7 separate regions of the Mus musculus genome follow, and regions 1, 2, 3, 4, 5 and 7 are each linked to region 6. A link is a contact called in public HiCAR-type and promoter capture Hi-C data. All regions are on one chromosome and are shown on one strand. Each heading gives the region's core, a stretch centred on a gene start, on an enhancer-like site or on the middle of the called end of the contact. The rest is flanking DNA. Distances are from core to core; before and after follow the strand shown. Region 1 holds the start of Zfp493 (zinc finger protein 493). Region 2 holds the start of Zfp85os (zinc finger protein 85, opposite strand). Region 3 holds the start of 4930525G20Rik (RIKEN cDNA 4930525G20 gene). Region 4 holds the start of BC048507 (cDNA sequence BC048507). Region 5 holds the start of Zfp935 (zinc finger protein 935). Region 6 holds the start of Mfsd14b (major facilitator superfamily domain containing 14B). Region 7 holds the start of Zfp273 (zinc finger protein 273).

Region 1 (2,774 bases), core at 51-2,550, 2.7 Mb before region 6:
TTCAAGGCTGGCTTCATTAAGGTGCTTACAAGGTGCCAGTCACAGGGCCCTGAGTGATCAGAGCTCCTCAATTCCATCTTTTTGTCTCTCTGACACACTGTAAGTACTTGGGTGAGTTTGTCTAGAACTGTTTGGGGAGGGTTAGGGAACCTAGATGCCACATTCTTCGATAAGAGTTGGTTTAGGTGAGTTTAGACACTGCAGATGATATGCAAAGACAGAACAGCTGGCCATTAAAGAGCGATGAAGACCGACCTCTTAGGATGCAGTATTATTTCCTCCCCCAGAGACATTTCAGCCCCCTCTCACCTGTAACCAACAGCCCTGTACCCACGCCTATTCTCACACCAATTTGTTTCTCCATTTTGAAAAGGAGTCCAAACGCAGTCTCCGAAGGTACTGGCTGATCTATTATTTTCTAGTACTTTTCACTCTACACTACAGAGTGAACTACTTGGTTGACACAAAACTCAAATCTTTCCCTTTAAGGGACTATTCTGCCCTCATTCATATAGGAGTGTTAGTCTTGGGGTTGACGTCACAACAGTGATCGCGAAGGACTTCTATTCAAAATAGTTCATAAATCTAACAGTTCATTACCAAGAAAATGGAACCAACATTCCAAACACCAACCGCCCTCCCAAAACTCCCTTCACTTGCAAATAAACAAGGTTATGAACTTTTGTCAACTCCAAGAGTCCTGGGCCAGCTATAAAGTAAAGAAAGCACCACACACCCAGTTGGTTCTAGATTTCCTGAGAAATCTGACTACAACCATGTGAGCCTGAGTCAGCTAGAGAGCAGAGTTTCCCCAGCCAAGCAGGAGAGTGCGCTCCCAGTCATAGCCTCAGGCTGTCATCAGACACCAGTCAGGGTGAAACCTGCCAGGACTTCCAGCAGTTCTCACTCCTGGGTCCTGAGCCAGCTCTCCTGCGCAGGGTGGACTCCAGCAGTAGCCTCGTGCAAGCAAAACGGTCACTCTCAGAGCCGACCCCATTGCCCTTTCCGCAGCTCTGACCTGGATCCAACGTGGGGTTGGTCCAGCCTAGGTCAGCACAGCACCCCCAAGTCCGCTTCTTCCCACCTCCCATCCACAAACCCTCGCCATCCATTCCGGACCCATCACCACGCGGACCCTCACGCCTGCAGGGCAGCGTTGCACCCTGGACGAACCTCCATGTGAGAGATGCAAACCGAGTACTGAGCAAGACCTTTTTCTTGCTCAACTTTGGGAAAGATGCAACTATGCAGACCGAGAGTAGAAACGTGGTTTCCTGACTGGCTCCTTGTGACGTCATATGGGCAAGACTACATTTCCCACAACTCTATGCGAAAGAAATCCCTTAGAGTGTAAGGGGTTGGGAGGAAGCAGTCAGTTTGTGTCCTGGTACAACCACAGGGAGCCAGTTGGCTTTTAAAATGCTAAATTTAAACCGGGCAGTGGTGGCGGCGCTAGCTTTTAATCCCAGCACTTGGGAGGCAGAGACAGGCTCTGAGTTCGAGGCTAGCCTGGTCTATGGAGTGAGTTCCAGGACAGCCAGGGCTACACAGAGAGGGGGGGGAAATGCTGAATTCAGTACAGGACACGTTTAAATGTAAATTGAGCCTTTGGCAGTAACCTTTAATAGGTTTGCAACTTATTTCTGTTCAATATGTTGCGATTTAAACTCAAAAGTGTACTTATTATGGAATCTTCTACATGTAAAGTTCACACTGATTCAATATTACTATAAAATAACTATATGTGACCTTCCTTGTAGTCGAACTGCTCAGGAACTTAAGACAGGAGGATCCCAAATCCAAGGCTAACCTGGGCCAAATAAAGAGACCTTGTTTCAAAATACAATGTACAAGTAGGGTTAGGGAGCAAGGGGTAAAGCCCTTGACTACAGTGGAGGCTTGGCTTAATACCAAGCATTACATATGCATAACTACTCCTTGTTCACCTGTGTGAGCCATACATGGATAAGACTCCACAACTGGATAACGTTTTCATGTGAACACTGGAAACTTCCATACAGTGAAGGGCATGGATCAGGGACACAGCTGTTTTAAATCATTGGACAAAGTTAAACATCCAGCTCTCTGATGTTAACTTACGAAGAAATCCTGAATTTATCTCAGGATCTTTTTTTGGTCTGTCTGTAAGTAGAGTGCACACATGTTCATCCACTAATTTGTGCTATACAAGAGCTTCATCCTCTTCTACCTGGTTTTTCATGAATGCAGGCAAGTATTGTTGGGGACAAGAAAAGAAACGTATTCTAAGTACTATGACGATTTCACTTTCAGATTTCATTAAATTCTAGAGAGAAACTAAATTCATAGTTCCAGGCCCTAGGGGAGCTGGGGACTTCCGTATAGCTGAATAGCTTCTGTTTTAAACAGTTGTCTGAGTCCAGCCATCTCAAGGGCAACTTCTCCATCTTGCTGGCAGGGTCATACAAGTTCATGTTCCCAGGCCCGTAAAGAACAGCTATCACTCACTTTTCCAAATGTTTTCTTAATTTGTTAACAGCTGTGTGTGTGTGTGTGTGTGTGTGTGTAGAGAGAGAGAGATTGCTATTATTTAAACCATGGTTTTACACACACACATATATACTACATACAGCTGACCCAGTCCTTTGTCTCCTTAGCACTCTAAGCTCCTAACCACTCCAGACCTAATGTCTAGGAGAACGAATTAAGGACCTTGAAGCCAAGTGCCCTGGATACCGCCCAGTCTCCAATGGTACTCCTTTGTTTAACCCATAATGTCAAAATACAATTGGTTA
Region 2 (2,860 bases), core at 202-2,701, 2.6 Mb before region 6:
ATTACCTACTCTCAACTACATAACAATCTCCTTCGCTTACTGTAAGTGAACATAGATTTTAGAGGAATTTGGTCAAATCTCACAGCTAATCCAGAATGTTTGTATGGGTGAAACTAAAATAATCAAGTTTTTATAAAATGATAGTATGTCTGATAAAGTTGAAACTGCCAACATGGTCTAAGGAAACATATAAGGCCTGAGAATCAGACTGTGGTAAACTCTCCCTAAGTATGCCTGGGCCCCTAATATCATGCTAAATGGGGCTTCCTGTATGTTCAGTTAGGTTCTGCATGTTCGTTTTGTTCCTATACCATATTAGTTCCTCCTCTTCCTCTTGAATTAACCAATCCCACTAGGAGGAAATGGAAACTGCAGAACAGTTGAGGGTGAATGCTGCATCCTCACAGATCAGCACCTCCCAGAGGAGTCAGTGCCCTCTCAGGTAGGTTTACATGTAACAGACACAAACATACATGCACACACACGCACATGCACATGTACACTGGAATCCTAGACATGTCCAGAAATGCTAAGGCCTTATGGTTGATGACAGTGCCCTTCACTGCAGCATTCAGGAGGAGTACAGACTAGTCATGACCTCATTCTAAACAGACATGCCAATCAAGTGTTCAGGTGAATGTACTGCTTGACTCTAGTTTCTCTAAGTGGAGCTGTATCCCTGGGTTAACACACTGCCTGGAATACAAGAATTGATAGGAACTTCACATAGTCTCTGTTCTGAATCAGTTTCCCTGTGAATCAGAATGCATCACAGAAACATGAAATCTTCCTTGTGATGGATGGGGTTCATACCTTTGTCTCAAGCATGAACTGCACAGGAATAAACTTTCCTAAAGAAGTGAGGGAAGTTCAAGACAGATACCAAATATTAAATAGTCTGAAACATGAATGATGGCATGATCAGGAGAGAGAGGAAATTCTATAAGGAACATCAAAGGGAACAAGGGAAATCCTATAGTGCACAGTGTACCAAAAGTCAGTAGACTCACCAGTGTGATCCCAGGAGCTCTGCGCCTCCTGCTGGGAGATGGGGAGGAGGAAAGCCTGTGCTCAGAGAACACCCGGTGGTGACTAGTTTTGATTTCCTGTTCTTCTGTCTTAAGCACCTGAGATGCTGCATGTCAGGCGGGATCACCAAGCGTGGTTTCATTAAAGAAATGCTCAGTCCTACATTACCTTCCTGCTTCCTTATTTTTAAGTAAAGCAGACCATGAAAGCATGATTTCCCATGTGTTAGTATGATTTCATAAGTAGATTTGAGCTTTAAAATCACGTTTTAGCAGAAATAACTAGCATGTATAATTAACATTACTGAGAAAGGCTCGACTCACAGGCTAACATCCCTTGCTGAGACCACAGCACTTCAAAAGAGCCCGAATGCCCTGTGGCTGCCCATGTGCCTGTTTCTTTCCAATTTCACTTGCTCACACTTAGGCAGGTACCCAGGCAGTGCACCGAACTCCTTTGGTGTGTTCCTGGAAGTCCTTTACACTGATTTGTGGGAGATGTAGTCCCAACAATTATGACGACTCCAGAAGGGGCCGTTGGTACCAAACTTCCGGATTCGTTCTTAAACCTTGCTTCTCCCCAAAGTTAATCGAGTGTCTTGGGTTTGGATCCCTGACATGGAGGTTGGTGCAGGGAGCAGTGCGGTCGTACAGATCTGAGGGACTGTGCAGGATGGCGGGTCAGGCGCGGAGGGAGCTGGCTCAGGCTGGTTGGGAGACGGGGGGGGGGGGGGGGCGGGGGGCGAGGGGGCCGCCGACCTGGAGGTACTGTGTTGACCTAGGATGGGCCACTGCCCCTAGGAGCAGGATTGGCCGGGAAGAATGTTAGAGACAAGGGGATGGCAAGGGCAGGCTGGGTCTGCTGACTGCCTGTGCGGAGATGCTGAAGGGAGCATTCTACTTTGCTCTGCCTAGCTGACCCTTACTCATGTGATTGTAGTCTGAGTCCCAGCACTTACAGAACTTCCGGAAGTTCCAGGGACAGAGAGTCTTGTGAGGGCGACTGTTGTGTGGGATGTTAGTTTCTTTTCTTTTGGAATGAATTGTTAGATTTATGGATGCCTCGGGTTGAGTAGGAATTCCTAATGTACACCTCTGTGACCTGAGTCGTCACAATACAAGGCTATGTAGCTACAGAATAATCTTGGAATTGTTTTGAACTTATGTTGGCACAATCCAAATAATTATGGATTTTACACTTAAGCTTAAAATCACTAGACAGCAGTGCCCCAATAATACTATCTGAGTATATTTATTTTTTCAAAATTTGGACTGCATTTCTGATAGGATAGTACACTTGTGTGATGAGAGAAAGATCGCAGGGAGGGGCTGGAATGCCTGAAAGGGAAGGGAGAAAATATCTCTGCTAATAGGCCAGGCTCTGAACATTGTTCTCTTACCACATGATTTACTTCTGTCTGTTCACATTATCAGCAGTGACTAATCTCTTCTAAAAGTACTCTGTCCCTCAATGTGGCTTTCTGGTTTACTGATGCTTCCTGGATAGTTCTAGAAAGGATTCCCCAAGTTTTTGTACTGTCTTTGAGAGACTGTAAGATAAATTTCAAAAGCTGTAGCACACTTGGGGGTCTTAAGGTTTACACATAGTAGGTTCCTGTTCATGCAAAATGCACAGTTCTCCTCTTGAAGGGTTAAGAGAATAGTTTAGCCCAGAGCCATTTAATTGGCCATGATCTGAGAAGACAGATTTAGTTTAGTGAAAATTCCATACTCCAACTTGGAAGCAGTTTCATGGTTTTACAGAACAAATAATGTCATTAGCCAAGTAAATTTTAAAATACATTGATGTGAGTCTGATAGAGGTATGTACT
Region 3 (2,915 bases), core at 321-2,820, 2.7 Mb before region 6:
ATCCATTTAATGCCATATGCTTATTATAAACCACACAAATAAACAGTTCTCACAACAGAAAGTCCTGGTGAGGGAGAAGGTTCTTGTCAACACTAAATATACACAGCCATGAATGTGAAATTATATGAAAATACAGACTTTAATGAGGTGGCTCTGGCTGTCATCTGGGTTTCTGCATTTGTCCAGAATTCAGCAGCGACACAAAGCACAGTGACAAGGGACAGGAGATGGAGGAGGCAAGGGGTAGAACATTAAAGGAAGAACTCACAGACTAATATCATTCAAGGTTCTGAACATACGGGGAAACCAGCATGCAAAGGACTAATCATACTGAGAATTTAACATAGAACAGAATTCACTGTTCCTTGTCATGTTCCATTTCTGTGTTTTCTCTAATGGGTACTGGTTGATGTTTGTGACATTTCTGAAGTGTGTTTTACACATTTGACAGCATGTATCAGTGTGCTGTAGTTGAGCAGCATGTTTGCTATGCTGTCTAATTATTTCAAAATTTTTTAATTTCTATATTCATGTCTTATTGAATAATGCCCCAGATTGGCCAACGAGAATAGTCATATTATTTTTTTATTTATACATGAAAATATCAGCAGTTTATGTATTAGTGGGGTCCTTTAAAATAATTGTATAGATAAGCTTTGATCATTTTTCTAAGTATTGTTGTGCTCAACTCAAACAGTATGTTATCGGATTCTAAGATGTAGCCCACATGATCCTTATACACATCCAGCATTCAGGGCAACAAGACTGCAAGCTTCTCTCTCTCCCACTGTTCCAGAGCGTCCATTACTCAGGAAGGCCCAGAACCTTGGCTTCCTGACATCAGTAGTCCATGGTAAAAAATATTTGGCCTCCTTCTTCTATAAGTTACAACTCTGTATTTTTAGTTTAAAAATAGCTCAACAATTTCAGTGTGAGATGAGAACATGCTGACACTCTGAGTGTCATGGTGAATAGCTTCAATCCCAAGATGAGGGAGGCAGAGGCAGGAAGATCCCTGTGAGTTCTAGTTCAGCCTGGTCTACAAAGTAAGTTCCATGAGAACCAAGAGAAATTCTGTCTAAAACACAAACACAAAAACAAAAAACAAAAACAAAAAGCAAAACAAAACAACAGGCTGAAATAACCATTGTGGGCCAAGGACACATCCTGTGTTTGGGGATCACTAACATCTCTAGGGCACGAGAGCAGCACGCAGTGTCCAAAGGAAACCATCACCTAGGGCACAATCCTCATCGTCCCGACATGCAACGTCACCTGTCCCAGCCGGTACAGCAAGGCAGGTCCAAGCAGCAGCTTCTGCCCTCCCACCCAGTTCAGTTTCGCTCCCTCTGAGACAGAACCGGGAACAGAGACCCAGGCTATGTTGTTTTCTGAACCAACCTCCACATCACAGACGACAGGAATGTAACGGCCACACAGGACTCTCGCAAAACTTTGGGGAAGACCCCTCTGTTAAGCAAAAACCTAGTGGGGGGTTTACCGGTTAGCTCCCTGTGACGTCACAGTATCCAGACTACATTTCCCAGAAGTCCGTGCGAAGGGATTTCTGTAACCCACCGAAGGTGATTTCTCTGGTTCCAGAATTTGTCCCTGGCAACCCAAGAGAGAGAATAGAAGGAAAGAAGCAGTCTGCAGCACATTCTTGGGGAGTCGGGCTGGTTTTCCCCCCTCCGGATCCACAACAGGAGATAACGTGAATGTGAGTCGAGTCTGTGACAGAAATCTTAGGAGTACAAGTCATTTCTGGGCCATATGTTGTAATTTTAATCTTACTTTAAAAAAGAATCACGCTGACCCTGTTGTGTTTTTAAATAAGGAAGCAATACACTAATGTGGGAAAGAAAATCATCTTAAGATTCATTAATATTTTTTAACTCCCAGCGGCTCTTGATGCCTCTTTGGTTCTCACGCTCACTGAGAATGTCTTGTTGGAGATGGCAGCAAAATTCTCATAAACTTACAAAATATTTGTCCACTCCCATTCCTAGTAGGCTTTCAACTCTGGCACATTTGACATTGTTTTGAATCTCATTATTCATCACGGTCATATCCCATGGTTGAAAATATTGCCAGTATTTTTTCTTTTGGTTTTTCGAGACAGGGTTTCTCTGTATAGCCCTGGCTGTCCTGGAACTCACTTTGTAGACCAGGCTGGCCTCGAACTCAGAAATCCGCCTGCCTCTACCACCCCCACCCCCACCCTCACCCCCCACCCCCCAGTGCTGGGATTAAAGACATGCGCCACCACACATTTTCTCTCCTCACTCACTCATGAGATCCTTGGGTGTTTGCTAAGTGTGCTGTTACCTTAAAGGAACCCCATGCAAGGTGAGTAGATTGGACTTAGTGCTGCTTTTTAGTGCTCACATCCTGAGGTAAGGGAGGCAGGACTTGTCCACCTGTGGTGACTGCAGGAGCCTCCTGAGCAATAGCTGCAGCCTTGGCAGGAGTGGGGCTTCTGGTCTGCACTTCTTTATCTTTCTGAGACCTCAGCCATCAGGAAAGCTAACCAGCCATGGAGGCCAGGAACCAACCTCACTAGGTCCAGGGGTTTGGAGCCATGATTTCTGTGCCAGAGGGTGCCTTACCTGTTTGTTTCTCAAGTTAAGAGAAGCTTTACTGGTTCCTAATGCCTGTTGTCTCTGCTAGAACTCAAAGCCTGCTTCCTCTGAGATAGCACTCCCTCTGTCTCTGAGATTCCTTTGCCTTATGCCTGTGGTCTGCTTTTGTTTCTGCCCCAACGTGCCTAGATTTGGGAGGTGACCTATCCCCCACAGATATCGTAACTACTGGCTATGAATGAAACTATACCCCTGCATTCTCAATTGTTAAGCTCTGCTGGCAGCATCTAGCATTGGCTGGATATAAGGTACTGTCCTTACTATCACCCACAA
Region 4 (2,700 bases), core at 113-2,612, 2.8 Mb before region 6:
GGGAGGGAGGGAGGGAGGGAGGGAGGGGTAAAGAAAGACACACTAGAAGATATTTTAAATTGCCAATAATATTTTTAAAGATTATTTATTTATTTATTTATCGTGTAGTCAGCATTCTTCCTGCATGTATGCTAGCAGGCCAGAAGAGGGCACCAATTCTCACTATAGATGCTTATGAGCCACTCTGAGCCACCATATGGATACTGGGAATTGAACTCTGGACCTCTGGAAGAGCAGCCAGTGCTCTTAAGCTCCGAGCCATCTCTCCAGCCCTGTTAATAATATTTTGAAATGGAGATACCTCAAGTGTCTTGTCATAAGAAGTATCTTGTGGCCTGAACAGGCAGTGACGCTATCTCGGTGGGCATGAGTGATCTCATTAGCATGTGTTATGATAGACTTCAACAAACAACACTGGATTTACATTCAATCTCTTTATAACCATCCTAAAAGATTTGAAAGACAAATGCATATTTCTTATAGAGAAAACATAGCTCCAAGGCCAACAGTTGTTATTCAAGGTCAAAACTCATAAATAAAAGGAAGGAAAACAGGGCTGGTCTGTTTTCTTGAACTTAATCTCCCCCCCCCCCCGCCGCCCCCCGCCACACCCACCTCCCATGCGCAACCGTGTTAAGATTTTTCTTTTTTTTTTTTTTTTCTTTTTTTTATGGCATCTCCACCAGATTTATTTTTAAAGGAATGACCTAAGGGAGAAAAAACTAGGGTACAGAAGTATGGGCTAGAAAATAAATACAAATGTAAGCTGTTTCACTAATTTTATAACCACAAACTTGTACAGAGAATGAGGCCCTCTACAGAACACAACAGGTTCAGACGAGGCGTTCCCTTAACAAGGCTGAAGATCCGGACTCTGGTATTTGACATTTAGGATGCAGTCAGTCCACGCTTTTACCCAGATTTGAAGAGAAGAATGGCCACCTGACCCAGGTAGAAGTAGACGAAGTGTTTGGTTTCGTACGTCACGTAACTACCGAAGTTCCGGCCCACAATGCAGTGCCAGGTGGGGTTGTACTTCTTGTCAAACTCCTTCTTGATATGGGCCGCAATATCCTTCTCTGTGCTGTACTTCTCCAGCGCCTGGATAGCACACCTCACCGAGTCCTGCTGCATCTCTTCCGACATGTCTACAGTTTTTATCACTGCCTTCCGATCGCACATGGTTACCGCGGAGCAGGGGCCAATCGGCCGCTGCGTGCCCCTAGGGAAGATGCTGGCGGTGCTCAAGCAGCAGCAGCAGACAGCCGGTCCCTGCTGAAGCCGAAGCCGTGGCGCATCTCTTAGCTAAATATTTAACTGTATGCGTTTGCTACCTTTTCTTTACCCCTTCAGGAGCCATTTGGTAGGTGGTTTATTTTGTCACAAAAAGCAAGAAACCGCCTCATTGTGACTGCACAATTACCCGCTGACCCTCTGAGGTGGGGAGCCGAACCCTGGAGACCTGGCTTTTCATGAATCAGAAATTCACATGTGTGAGGAAATGCAGTGGAAGCAGCAGACACTGCTGTTGCTTGAGGGAAATATTTTAAATGAACCGGCCTACTCTCCAATAAAATCAAAACTTTTTTTTTTTTTTTTTTTTGGTTTTTCGAGACGGGGTTTCTCTGTATATCCTTGGCTGTCCTGGAACTCACTTTGTAGACCAGGCTAGCCTCTAACTCAGACTCCCGAGTCCTGGGATTAAAGGCGTGCGCCACCACGCCCGGCGCACTGTGTCTATTTCACGAGGGGGAAAAATGAGCGTATTTCCCTAAGAAACTTCAGAAAGACTGATTTAAACACGCGGGACCTGATGAACCTCTAATGGCTTCATCTTAATTAGTTATACCTGTGATGCTCCTGTTTCCAAATACGGGCACACGCCGGAGCTCTGTGTTCATATTCCTGAAAGATTCAATTAACCCATAACATTTGCTGTCATACCTTGCTGACATGTTCGCAGCTGTGTTCACAGACCTGAAGATGGCACTGTGCATCAGCTGAAAACATTCTCAAACCACCCGCAACAGAAAAATCCGCACACTGCCCACAGCCCTGGCTAATACATGAAATTATATAAAGATTCAGATCATATTTCAATTTGAATTGGATGTACCTACGTTACCATTTTTCCCCCCATTTTACTTATTTGAAGCTTCTGGTTAATTGCAAGTTCCCAGACAAGGTTAAGAGAGCAAGATTTACCCACAGATATGCAAGAAAAATTTCCGAGCCTTTGCAAGTGACTCATGCCTGATACCCCCAACTTTATAACTACTATAAGCTCTTAGTTCTTATCATTTCTCAGCAGTAAATGGGGCCACTGATTAGCAGAAAAGAGCAATCTTCCTGGCTTTGGCAGCCCATTCAACTAATCACAGTACTTGGGAGGCAGAGGCAGGTGGATGGATCTCTGTGAGTTCAAGGCCAGCCGGGTCTACAGAGCCAGTTTTAGGACAGCTGGGGCTACAGAGAAAACCTATGTCAACAGAAACAAAACAGAACAAAACAAACAAACCAAAAACAAAGAGGAGGAGGAGGAGAGGAGGAGGAAGAGGAGGAAGAAGAGGAAGAGGAGGAGGAGGGAGAGGAGGAGGAAGAGGAAGAGGACAGACAGAAATAACAAATCTCTTCCCCATTCTGGGCCCCTTTTCCTTTCTAACTTTTACATTTAAAAACAAAGAGTTAATAGCAATTTAA
Region 5 (2,700 bases), core at 146-2,645, 2.6 Mb after region 6:
AGCAACCACATGGTGATTCACAACTATCCATAATGAGATCTGGAGTGTCTGAAGTCAGCTACAGTGTAATTATGTATAATAATAATAAGAAATAAATCTTTGGGCGAGAGCAAGCAGGGACTAAGTGAGTGGGACTGACCAGAGTGAAGCAGAGGTCTGAAAAATTCAATTCTCCACAGCCACATGAAGGCTCACAACCATCTGTACAGCTACAGTGTACTCATATACATAAAAAATAAATATATAAATCTAAAAAGAAAGAATCTGGATAAAAACTGAACTTCCTGTTAACTGATGTTGCCACCAATGTAATTATTTCAAATGACTGTAGTTACAGGAGTTCAGTTACTTAAAACCAAAGAGATGGGCACTGTGAATGTTTTTATTATTTTCACCATTTAAGATGGGAAAACCCTTATTTACTCTGGAGGTTTTGGTTAAGTAGAAAAAAAATTAATCTAGGCCAGAACTTCTGCTGTGAGCCTACATATATAAAGGATATTGAAGATGGTAGTTCTTTCTCTTTCTCTTCTTCCCACATACTGGCCAGCAAGGTCTCTTTATTTTTCTAGCATTAAGGCTCCATCTTTGGAATGCTGAAAAATACTAAAGACCAGCTGAGACATAAAGGCACTACTGTTTTCTTCAAATCTCCGTTGGTACAGTCATTGATTTACCAGTGGGGCCACATTCTGTGAGCCATTCTTATCTATCCACTTTCTGCATACTTAAAGATATCCATGCTCTGAGTTCTGTTCATCTGGAAAACCTTTACTAATACAGATATGTTTTTTCACCTTCCCACGTAGGAAGATGTGCTGGCTAACAATAGTGCTCCATAGTGATTGGCAACCATCCCCTGCTTTTCTCCCAGGGTTGTCTGGAGTCTCATCTGTAGCAATTGCATATTAGCTGCGATTTTCCTGATGTCAGTGTAAAATGAGAGAAGCAAACATCACATTTTATGTCCTAAAAATCTCTCTTTAATTGTAATTATCCTTGGAACCTATAGTTCATTCTGCTCCAAGTTGAATAATGTACTGTGCAAGGTGTGGCTCTTGATTCCTTGGTGGAGGAGGGGGGCGGAGCGAGGAGAAGCAGAACCGGCGGCGGCCTTGGAGGAGCAGGAAGAAGAAATTCCTGCTGAGTTCTGGATGACAGAAAGATAGACTATTGTTGGACAGGACTGAAAGAAAGTCTTGCAGATCTCAAAAGGGTCAGCATCTGGATAAGAAACCCGAGCTGGGAAGCCCTAAGCTGTGTGCCTTCAGCGCACTGTAACCCTAAGGGAGGTGCTCATGTCAATCAAGTCTCACTAGCCAATCAGGGCCTCCGGATAGGCAGGGCAATAGAAGTAGAGGCGTGTTCTTCCGTGTGCCTTGTTCCGGTGCTCTGTGTTCCTTTCCGTTTCGAGCAGGCTGAAAGCTTGGTCTGATTTGTTTTAATCTCTGCTGCCAGGGGCCTTAGGGAATTGCCAGCGATCTACGACGTGGCGACATGGTGAGCGTGTGACCACTGCCCTTAACCGGAAGGAGCAGGGGTCTAAGAAGCTGGAGTCGGGGTGACGGGATGCAGGGGACCAGCCCTGGCCATTCTTGGTTCCTCTTCAGGCAGTGGAGGGGGAAGAGTGTCTGAGGTGACAAGACTTGGTTTTCAGGGATGTTTAGGGTTGCTGTTTAGTATTAAGACGTTTGCCTATCTTAAGTCTCAGTCGCGTTGCAGCAGAAGCTGACCTGCCCGAGTTCCTCTGAGGCAAGGCTGGACGCTGCGATCTCTGGTATTTAGAGCCTCCTCTTAAAAAGACAGGGGATTAAGTGAGTAGCTTTTGTTCTATCTCCACAGAAACTGGGCTGCTCTAACTTCCAGCTGCTAGTTGAAGTCACAGGAAGAAAAGTGGGACACTTTTAAACATGTCTTTAATCTTTATTTCCAAGTTCTTCTAAAAAGTTTCCTATGAAAGTTCTCTAAGGAAAGGGAGTGGGTGATTAAGTAAAGGAGTCATTGCTAGAGCCTTTCCCTCTTGTCCAGATGCCTCTTGCTTGATAAGCTTGGGGGAAGTTTGGAGCAATAAACTTCTCTTAAACCAGGAGAAGAGAGCCACCCTCACAGTAGAAAAGACTTTTACACAAGCAAATATGGATAAACTCACATAAATTCATAATACAAATTATTATACTTTTGAGCGGTTAGTTTGTTCCAATGTATGTTGAATTTTCAACTAGAGGGGACTCCTTTGCAGATATGTCTAATCCACTTGCACAGTTACTTCAGCTCAGAGTGTTGAGAAGCTGTGTGTTAGGTTACGTCTCTCCGCAGCTCACATTGCACGTAGGGGTGAGATCTAACTGTATCTTCTCTTTTTAGTGCTTTTTGTTTTTTGTTTTGTTTTGTTTTTGGATTTTTTTTGAGACAGGGTTCCTCTGTATACCTCTTGCTGGCCTGGAACTCACTCTGTAGACCAGATTGGCCTCGAACTCAGAAACCCGCCTGCCTCTTCCTCCCAAATGCTGGGATTAAAGGCGTGCGCCACCACTGCCTGGCCTAACTTTATCTTCTTATGTCATTATCTCTGCTAGGGAATAGCCTGCAATTTTTCAAAATCACTCTCCTTTACCAATAACCAGACCAACACCAAATGGCTTCTCATCTCTCTCTTTTATAGAAGATTCTGATGCTAGGAGTATTTGCTCAAAAGCGCAT
Region 6 (2,951 bases), core at 324-2,823:
TGTGTGTGTGTACCATGTATATGCTAAGGCCAGAGAGTGTGTCAGACCCCCAAATCTTGAGTTACAGTTGTGTGATGCCACACTGGTGCTGGTGCTGGGAACAGAACTTCTGTCCTCTGCAAGGACAGCAAGTGCTTTTAGTTTTGCGTCATCCCTCCAGTCCTCCAGGTTACATTTAAATCATTGCAGTTCAATTTGAGTTTTCACAAACTGGAATTTATTCAAAGAATATCTGAAAGACACGAGGTCCAGGCTGGCATTTTAACCAAATGGTATTAGATGTTTTTGTGTAGGTAGTATAGAGGGCAGGCTCAGAATCAACAAAACATGGTTGAAACAGAAGGAAAACTTAGGCTCATTAAAGGATATTGAGAAGCCAGCCCATCTCAATTCGAGTCTATAGCCAAGTTAAGTTTCTGTTTACTATAAAACTTGAAGTTTATATATTTCTCAGAGATGGGCTGCACCCTAGCCCAGTAACCATAGAATGTACTGTAATACCTCCCGCCCCAGCTACCTGTTTTTGAGAATGTTCTATACCAATACCCATTGTTCCATGACCCACTTTAACCTTGACCACCTGGTTTCACTTCTGTATCTACGATTCCATGCAAAATCCCCCACCCCATGGTTTTGCCCTATATAAAGGGCTTGAGAAGTTGGCTTGGGGCTGGTATTGTGAACCCCGTTTTAGGGGGAGACAGCTGCTGATTTGTCTCTGGTTTGTACACAATAAATCTTGCTTTAAACTGGCCATAATTTGGGTTGGTGATCTTTCGATTCACGTCTGTGAGATTAACAATATAATTTACAAAAATGACAGAAATCTGTAAATGTGCTTGACTTGTTTAAACATTCTGTCTCCAGTTATATTTAACAATTAAGAACAATGTCCAGTGTGGTGGCTTAAACCGACACCCAGCATATGGAAAACTGAGGCAAGATCATCAACATGTATTTAAGGCCAGCCTGGGTCATATATGAAGAAGGGTTGAGGACAATCTGCCTGAGATTGTGGATAAGAAAGTTCTAGGTTTAGTAAGTGCGAGCGTGCGTGCTTGCCTCTGGGGAGTGAGCATAGCTAGAGCCTATTGGAATACCAGGGAAGTGCTCTACCACTGAGCAATATATTCTGTGTAATTTTCTGTTAATCAGTGCATGGTTGGAGGCTTCTGAAATCCTGTCAATTGTAGACCACTTCCCCATTGCAGGATTACAGTTCCAGGGGCTGTGTGTCAGTTTGTTCTTTTTATAACTATCATCCTAGGAAAGGGGATAACATTTGAAATGTAAATAAAGAAAATATCTAGTAAAAAATCATTTACTTGGGGTAGGGGCTGGAAAGAACTCAGTTCCTATGCTACCTAAGGACCCAAGTCAGATCCCTAAAACCCACGAAAAGGGGGAAGGTGGGATGACGTGCAGTTGGAATTCTAGCCCGGGGTAGGAGTAAACAGTCCCTAGGACTCGCGGGCAGTCTAATCCAATCAGGAACGCTTTGGGTCCTTCCAGTCTCCGTTAAAATCTATAGGCCTGGAGTCCCTAGAAGATGACGCAGTTTTGATGCGCTACGCAGTCTGGGCGGAGCTTGCCCGAGCTTCTGGAGAGGGGTGGGCGTTCTAGGCGGGAGCTGCCTTTGCTGAGTTCTCCGGGCGGGACGCCGTCTCCCGACTGTTCGGGCGCTACTGAAAACTACTCACTGCCAGTGTCGGGGTCCTGTGTTCACGACCACCACTGAATAGTTGAGGGCCCTGTTCGCTTCCTGCACGGATCCAGCCTCGGCGTCCTCTCAGCAGCCGGTGTCGCCACTGGCGCCGCCGCCCGAGCGGCAGGCCGCTGCGGATCGCGGAGCCCATGAAGGCTCGGGCCCCGCCGCCGCAGTGGCGGCGTCGCCAGTGTCTTGGAGCGCTCCGAACCTGCTCTGGCATGACGGCGGCATGAGCACGGACGGGGAGTCGCCGGAGGAGCCGAGGTGGAAGGCGGTGGCCTCACCCAAGGCGTCAACCATGCCTGAGAAGCGCGGGAGCGCTCAGGCCGCGAGCGGCAGCTGGGTAAGTTTTGACTGGGTTCGGACAGGGACTCTGGGATTGTGGCTGTTCTAGGAGAGCCAGGTTCTTTGAAAAGCTGGCTTTCCTATCAACTCCTCCCCAGACGAACCTCTAGGAGATTTGGTTATTGATTCAAAAGCCACCAGACGCGGGACAGTAATATAATTTGGATATAATTCTGTGCAAATTGACAGAAATCTTCTGGGCACAGATTTTGTCCACAGCAACTTAGACAGTGTGTGTGTGTCAGTCTGTCTTAAAGCCTTCATTTTTCGCAGTCTCCGGAATTGCCTACAGGGATGCTGGAGGTCAAAGTGGGAGGCGCCTGATACTTCCTCCTCCTCTGGGTTTCAGAAGTGGCCTTAGTGTAGTAAGAGGAAGCTGAAGATCTCTGTACCTGAAGGTGAAAGTTCAGCCTGATCTCCTTTAGTGACATGTAAAGTTGAGATGAGTTTGACAGCTAGGGAAGGCTTATTTTCCTTGACCTGGATTCACAGTACAGACCTTACCAGTGCCACTTTTTCTTCTTCTTCTTTTAATGGTTGGAAACTAAGCACAGGGACTAATGTCATTTCTTCAGTCATAAGTATAAAAAGGATTTTTGGGGAAGGATCTACTTAGGACTTAAAACTTAAAGTTTTGCAGTGAATTGAGTACAAACTCTTGCAACTATGGGAAAGTTTGTTCAATGAGAAATAGGAATTTATTTAAATATGATATGTGTGGTCATGTGTTTTTCCTGTTTTTAAGCTTGCATATTTAATTTCTGTTAAAGAATACTAAGTGGTTCCAAGTGCATACTTGACTGTGTGAATTCATCTTTGGTACAATTGGGAGGGTAGAGAATTAGTAGTATGCAGAATGAAATCTCAAGTCAAAATTCAAACATGCAAAAATTTTGAG
Region 7 (2,978 bases), core at 428-2,927, 2.7 Mb before region 6:
TGGCTCAGTGGGTAAGAGTACCTGACTGCTCTTCCGATGGTCCGAAGTTCAAATCCCAGCAACCACATGGTGGCTCACAACCATATATAATGAGATCTGACTCTCTCTTCTGGAGTGTATGAAGACAGCTACAGTGTACTTACATATAATAAAAATAAATACATCTTAAAAAAATACATAGAAAATACTAGTATTTACGATAATGTAGTTTAAACCCATGCTTCTTAGGTATAGATTTTAATGCTGTAAGTCAGTCTCCAGCATACAAATCAATTTGACTGGTGTGGCAAAAACAGCACAAATGGCAGGGTGAGGAGACACGTGTATACAAAGGACGGGATGAGCAGCCAGCTGTTTACAATCACAGTTCCATGAGTGAGCCACAGCTCTTCAACTTCATCTCTCAATCTTTCCACAAGAAAACAAATTTCTTACATCGCAGTCTCTGGTGCAATTTTATGAGTTAATATCTTCTAGTATTTTCCAGTCTGTACTATAGGATCAGTGATAGCTGGGAAGGTACAAAGCTCAGAGCGCCCCCTCTATGAGGTTTTGGTTTTGGTTTTGTTTTTTTGTTTTTTGTTTTTTGTTTTTTTTGTTTTTGTTTTTGTTTTTTGTTTTTTTTTTGCCTCATACAGGTGTGTGAATGTGAGGGTTCTGTCACAGTGGGTAAAGGAGTGATTCCTATCCAAAGTGAGCCGCCCTGAAAACTAACAATTTATCACAAAGAAAACGGGACGAACATCCCATACACCAAACTCCCCCGCAGAACTCCCTGTCCTGGAAACTATGAGCCACACGAACTCAAAACCAGAGTCCTGGGCCTGTCATAGAATATGGGAGGGCTCAGAAAAACCCACTTGCTCTAGATTTCCTGAGGGATCTGACAATAGCAATGTGAAAGCTAGTAACAGCAAGCTTCCCCAGCCAAGGGGCTGTGTGCGCTCTCATCATAGCCTGCTTCCGCACGATCAGCCAAGCCACCCTGCTCTAGCCATGTGGTGTGTCTCAGTGTAGCTCCTTGCTCCATTATCATAAGGTAAAATTGTGTCAATGTGCATTTTCCCTCCTGCCATACGATTCTAGGTACACCTGAGCTTTTAAAGTCACAACATATCGATCAAAGTAAGACGTAAACTCAATACACAGTGACATTGAAAGGTGGAATCATATTCCTACAACAACCTCTTTAAATCTGGTATTTTAAAAGTAGCCTAAAGGTATTGAAAAGCCTTGGGCAATAGCGCTCTTTTGGAGATCTTCGCATAGACTTGTGGGAAATGCAGTCCCTCTAATCATGACGTCACTAGACAGGATTCAAGCTTTCCGATCTCCATTCTTGCACTAGCAGGCCACCTCTCAGGTCCCTGAAACACATGATTGACTCTGGCAGTCGCTCCGTCCTAACAGAGCATTCGCTCCTGGCACCGTGCGTGCGCCCCACCCCTGCACTCTGGCCAAGCCTAGATCTGCATTGCACATCCAAGTGGGCTTCTCTCCGCCTCCCGCCCAGCCCTCACCGGCTCCCTGCACGCCGGACCCGCCCAACCTCAGAGTTCATGAGGTTTGCAAGTCTAGGCTGCACCCGGGACCAACCTCCATGTTAAGCGCGAAGAACAAGCCACACTGTCCGAACTTTGAGAACGCCGCAGAGTTTGGAGAATCACAAATGCAAAATGAACCCGGAAGCACAGAGAGCAGAGTCCTGTCTAGCGGGGTCATGCAGAGAGAAACTACATTTCCCAGAAGTCTATGCGAAGGACTGCCCTGAACCAAAGAAGTCAGAGGGTTTATAGGTCATGGATTGTATTTAACTGGAATTAGGCTCCTTTAAAAATCCCAAATTTACAAAGGGCAATTTGCGAATATGAGTGCAGCCTTTTACAGTAATGTGTATTAAGTTTACTTCTTACTCTGATCAATGCTGTGTCTTAAAAAGCTCAGGGGTTTGAGACAGAAGAATCACAAGTCTATGTCCCAAATTACACACTACCAAAAGAGATGGGGGGCTACTCACTGGTGAAGCACTTGCCTGGAGTAAAGGAGGCCTAGGTTTAACATCCATTATGACACTAAATCAAAGAGGAGAACAAAAACAAAAAACAGAACAATTTTGGTGTGTACACTGAAATCCACAGTTTGGGGCGGATATGGGCTAGGAAACACAGATATCTCTTACCGATAAGCCCCAGAAACCCTTTGAGATTTTCTTCTGTCCTTAGTCCCTTGTCCACACGTTCCTCAATTAATCCGTGTAAACAATTTAATATTTGAGAGAGCTGTGCCAGAGCTTTACCGGATTCTCTTTCACAATCTCACACAACTATTCACCACCAGATGTTCTTCCAGCTCCTGGCTCTACTCTCAATGGGAGGAAAACTGATCTTGGGCTCAATATGGCCAGTGAACTGACTCTTGACACACTATTCATCACTCATCATAGGATTTCTATCATAAGAGATTGCCGCGGAGCACCACAGTCAAGTATGAGGGTCCCTGGAATGAGGGTCCTTGAAGCTAGGTGGATAAGGTTTTGACAGTGACAAATAGAAACAAACACATAGGCAGTTTGAATCTGAGTGTATTCTGCAGCTCTCAAGCAGGAGATATTATACATTAAAAAACTAAACATTACATCTCTTAGAAACTACATCCAAATGAAACATTCACAGATACCAACAAAAATCATTTGGCACAGTAAAGTAGAAAAATCATCCAAGCATTACAACTCTGAAACCATGTATTCAGTGCATTGCAAACAGAACAGGTAACATCATCATAAATCATCAAAATATAACAATTCTAAAAGGATGTATCCAGTGGGGGCTGCCGTCCAAAGCTAGTGGCATATTTCTAGGAGCAGGTTAATAAATCTTTAATGATCAGTGCTAAACTAACTTTCCAGCCCCATGGAATTATTTAACATCTAGTGCCTGATTTTTTATAATCTTCAGTGTATAAATTTAAACTACTTTAAT

Evidence for each region. Promoter capture Hi-C pulls out the DNA fragments that hold promoters and counts their contacts. HiCAR-type assays count read pairs that join an accessible place to other places. Capture Hi-C pulls out chosen DNA fragments and counts their contacts.
Region 1: a promoter capture Hi-C map of liver shows a contact between it and region 6, with 4 times the contacts expected there. The contact joins the promoter of Zfp493 here to the promoter of Mfsd14b in region 6. A contact is called at or near these places in 4 of 39 promoter capture datasets (cranial neural crest, hippocampal neurons, liver and 1 more) and 1 of 9 other capture datasets (liver).
Region 2: a promoter capture Hi-C map of liver shows a contact between it and region 6, with 4 times the contacts expected there. The contact joins the promoter of Zfp85os here to the promoter of Mfsd14b in region 6. A contact is called at or near these places in 4 of 39 promoter capture datasets (cranial neural crest, hippocampal neurons, liver and 1 more), 1 of 115 datasets of contacts at active chromatin or transcription factors (astrocytes) and 1 of 9 other capture datasets (liver).
Region 3: a contact with region 6 is called in a promoter capture Hi-C map of pre-B cells, with 4 times the contacts expected there. The contact joins the promoter of 4930525G20Rik here to the promoter of Mfsd14b in region 6. A contact is called at or near these places in 3 of 39 promoter capture datasets (hippocampal neurons, liver and pre-B cells) and 1 of 115 datasets of contacts at active chromatin or transcription factors (astrocytes).
Region 4: a promoter capture Hi-C map of hippocampal neurons shows a contact between it and region 6, with 5 times the contacts expected there. The contact joins the promoter of BC048507 here to the promoter of Mfsd14b in region 6. A contact is called at or near these places in 3 of 39 promoter capture datasets (hippocampal neurons, liver and second pharyngeal arch cranial neural crest).
Region 5: a contact with region 6 is called in a promoter capture Hi-C map of liver, with 6 times the contacts expected there. The contact joins the promoter of Zfp935 here to the promoter of Mfsd14b in region 6. A contact is called at or near these places in 1 of 39 promoter capture datasets (hippocampal neurons), 1 of 115 datasets of contacts at active chromatin or transcription factors (thymic regulatory T cells) and 2 of 9 other capture datasets (adipose tissue and liver).
Region 7: a HiCAR-type map of astrocytes shows a contact between it and region 6, with 8 times the contacts expected there. The contact joins the promoter of Zfp273 here to the promoter of Mfsd14b in region 6. A contact is called at or near these places in 3 of 39 promoter capture datasets (cranial neural crest, hippocampal neurons and pre-B cells), 1 of 484 Hi-C or Micro-C datasets (uterus) and 1 of 115 datasets of contacts at active chromatin or transcription factors (astrocytes).

What each region holds. Positions count from the first base shown.
Region 1 is chr13:67,778,219-67,780,992 of GRCm38.p6, reverse strand. It overlaps Zfp493 (zinc finger protein 493), which reads right to left and starts at 1,300. Exons shown (of 4, transcript NM_028402.2): 1 at 1,174-1,300. The coding sequence starts at 1,179.
Region 2 is chr13:67,727,853-67,730,712 of GRCm38.p6, reverse strand. Zfp85os (zinc finger protein 85, opposite strand) reads right to left here and starts at 1,451. Exons shown (of 3, transcript NR_027969.1): 1 at 1,011-1,451. Zfp65 (zinc finger protein 65) reads left to right here and starts at 1,540. Exons shown (of 4, transcript NM_145622.2): 1 at 1,540-1,652. The coding sequence starts at 1,647.
Region 3 is chr13:67,829,640-67,832,554 of GRCm38.p6, reverse strand. 4930525G20Rik (RIKEN cDNA 4930525G20 gene) reads left to right here and starts at 1,570. Exons shown (of 3, transcript NR_045194.1): 1 at 1,570-1,720. It overlaps Gm10037 (predicted gene 10037), which reads right to left and starts at 1,449. Exons shown (of 4, transcript NM_001309374.1): 1 at 1,402-1,449.
Region 4 is chr13:67,861,988-67,864,687 of GRCm38.p6, reverse strand. It overlaps BC048507 (cDNA sequence BC048507), which reads right to left and starts at 1,362. Exons shown (of 1, transcript NM_001001185.3): 1 at 765-1,362. The coding sequence starts at 1,182. The coding sequence ends at 913.
Region 5 is chr13:62,465,507-62,468,206 of GRCm38.p6, reverse strand. Zfp935 (zinc finger protein 935) reads left to right here and starts at 1,395. Exons shown (of 4, transcript NM_178875.4): 1 at 1,395-1,500. The coding sequence starts at 1,498.
Region 6 is chr13:65,111,604-65,114,554 of GRCm38.p6, reverse strand. Mfsd14b (major facilitator superfamily domain containing 14B) reads left to right here and starts at 1,573. Exons shown (of 12, transcript NM_133680.3): 1 at 1,573-2,051. The coding sequence starts at 1,938.
Region 7 is chr13:67,812,515-67,815,492 of GRCm38.p6, reverse strand. It overlaps Zfp273 (zinc finger protein 273), which reads right to left and starts at 1,677. Exons shown (of 4, transcript NM_198322.3): 1 at 1,597-1,677. The coding sequence starts at 1,602. All of the region lies in intron 2 of 4930525G20Rik (RIKEN cDNA 4930525G20 gene), which reads left to right.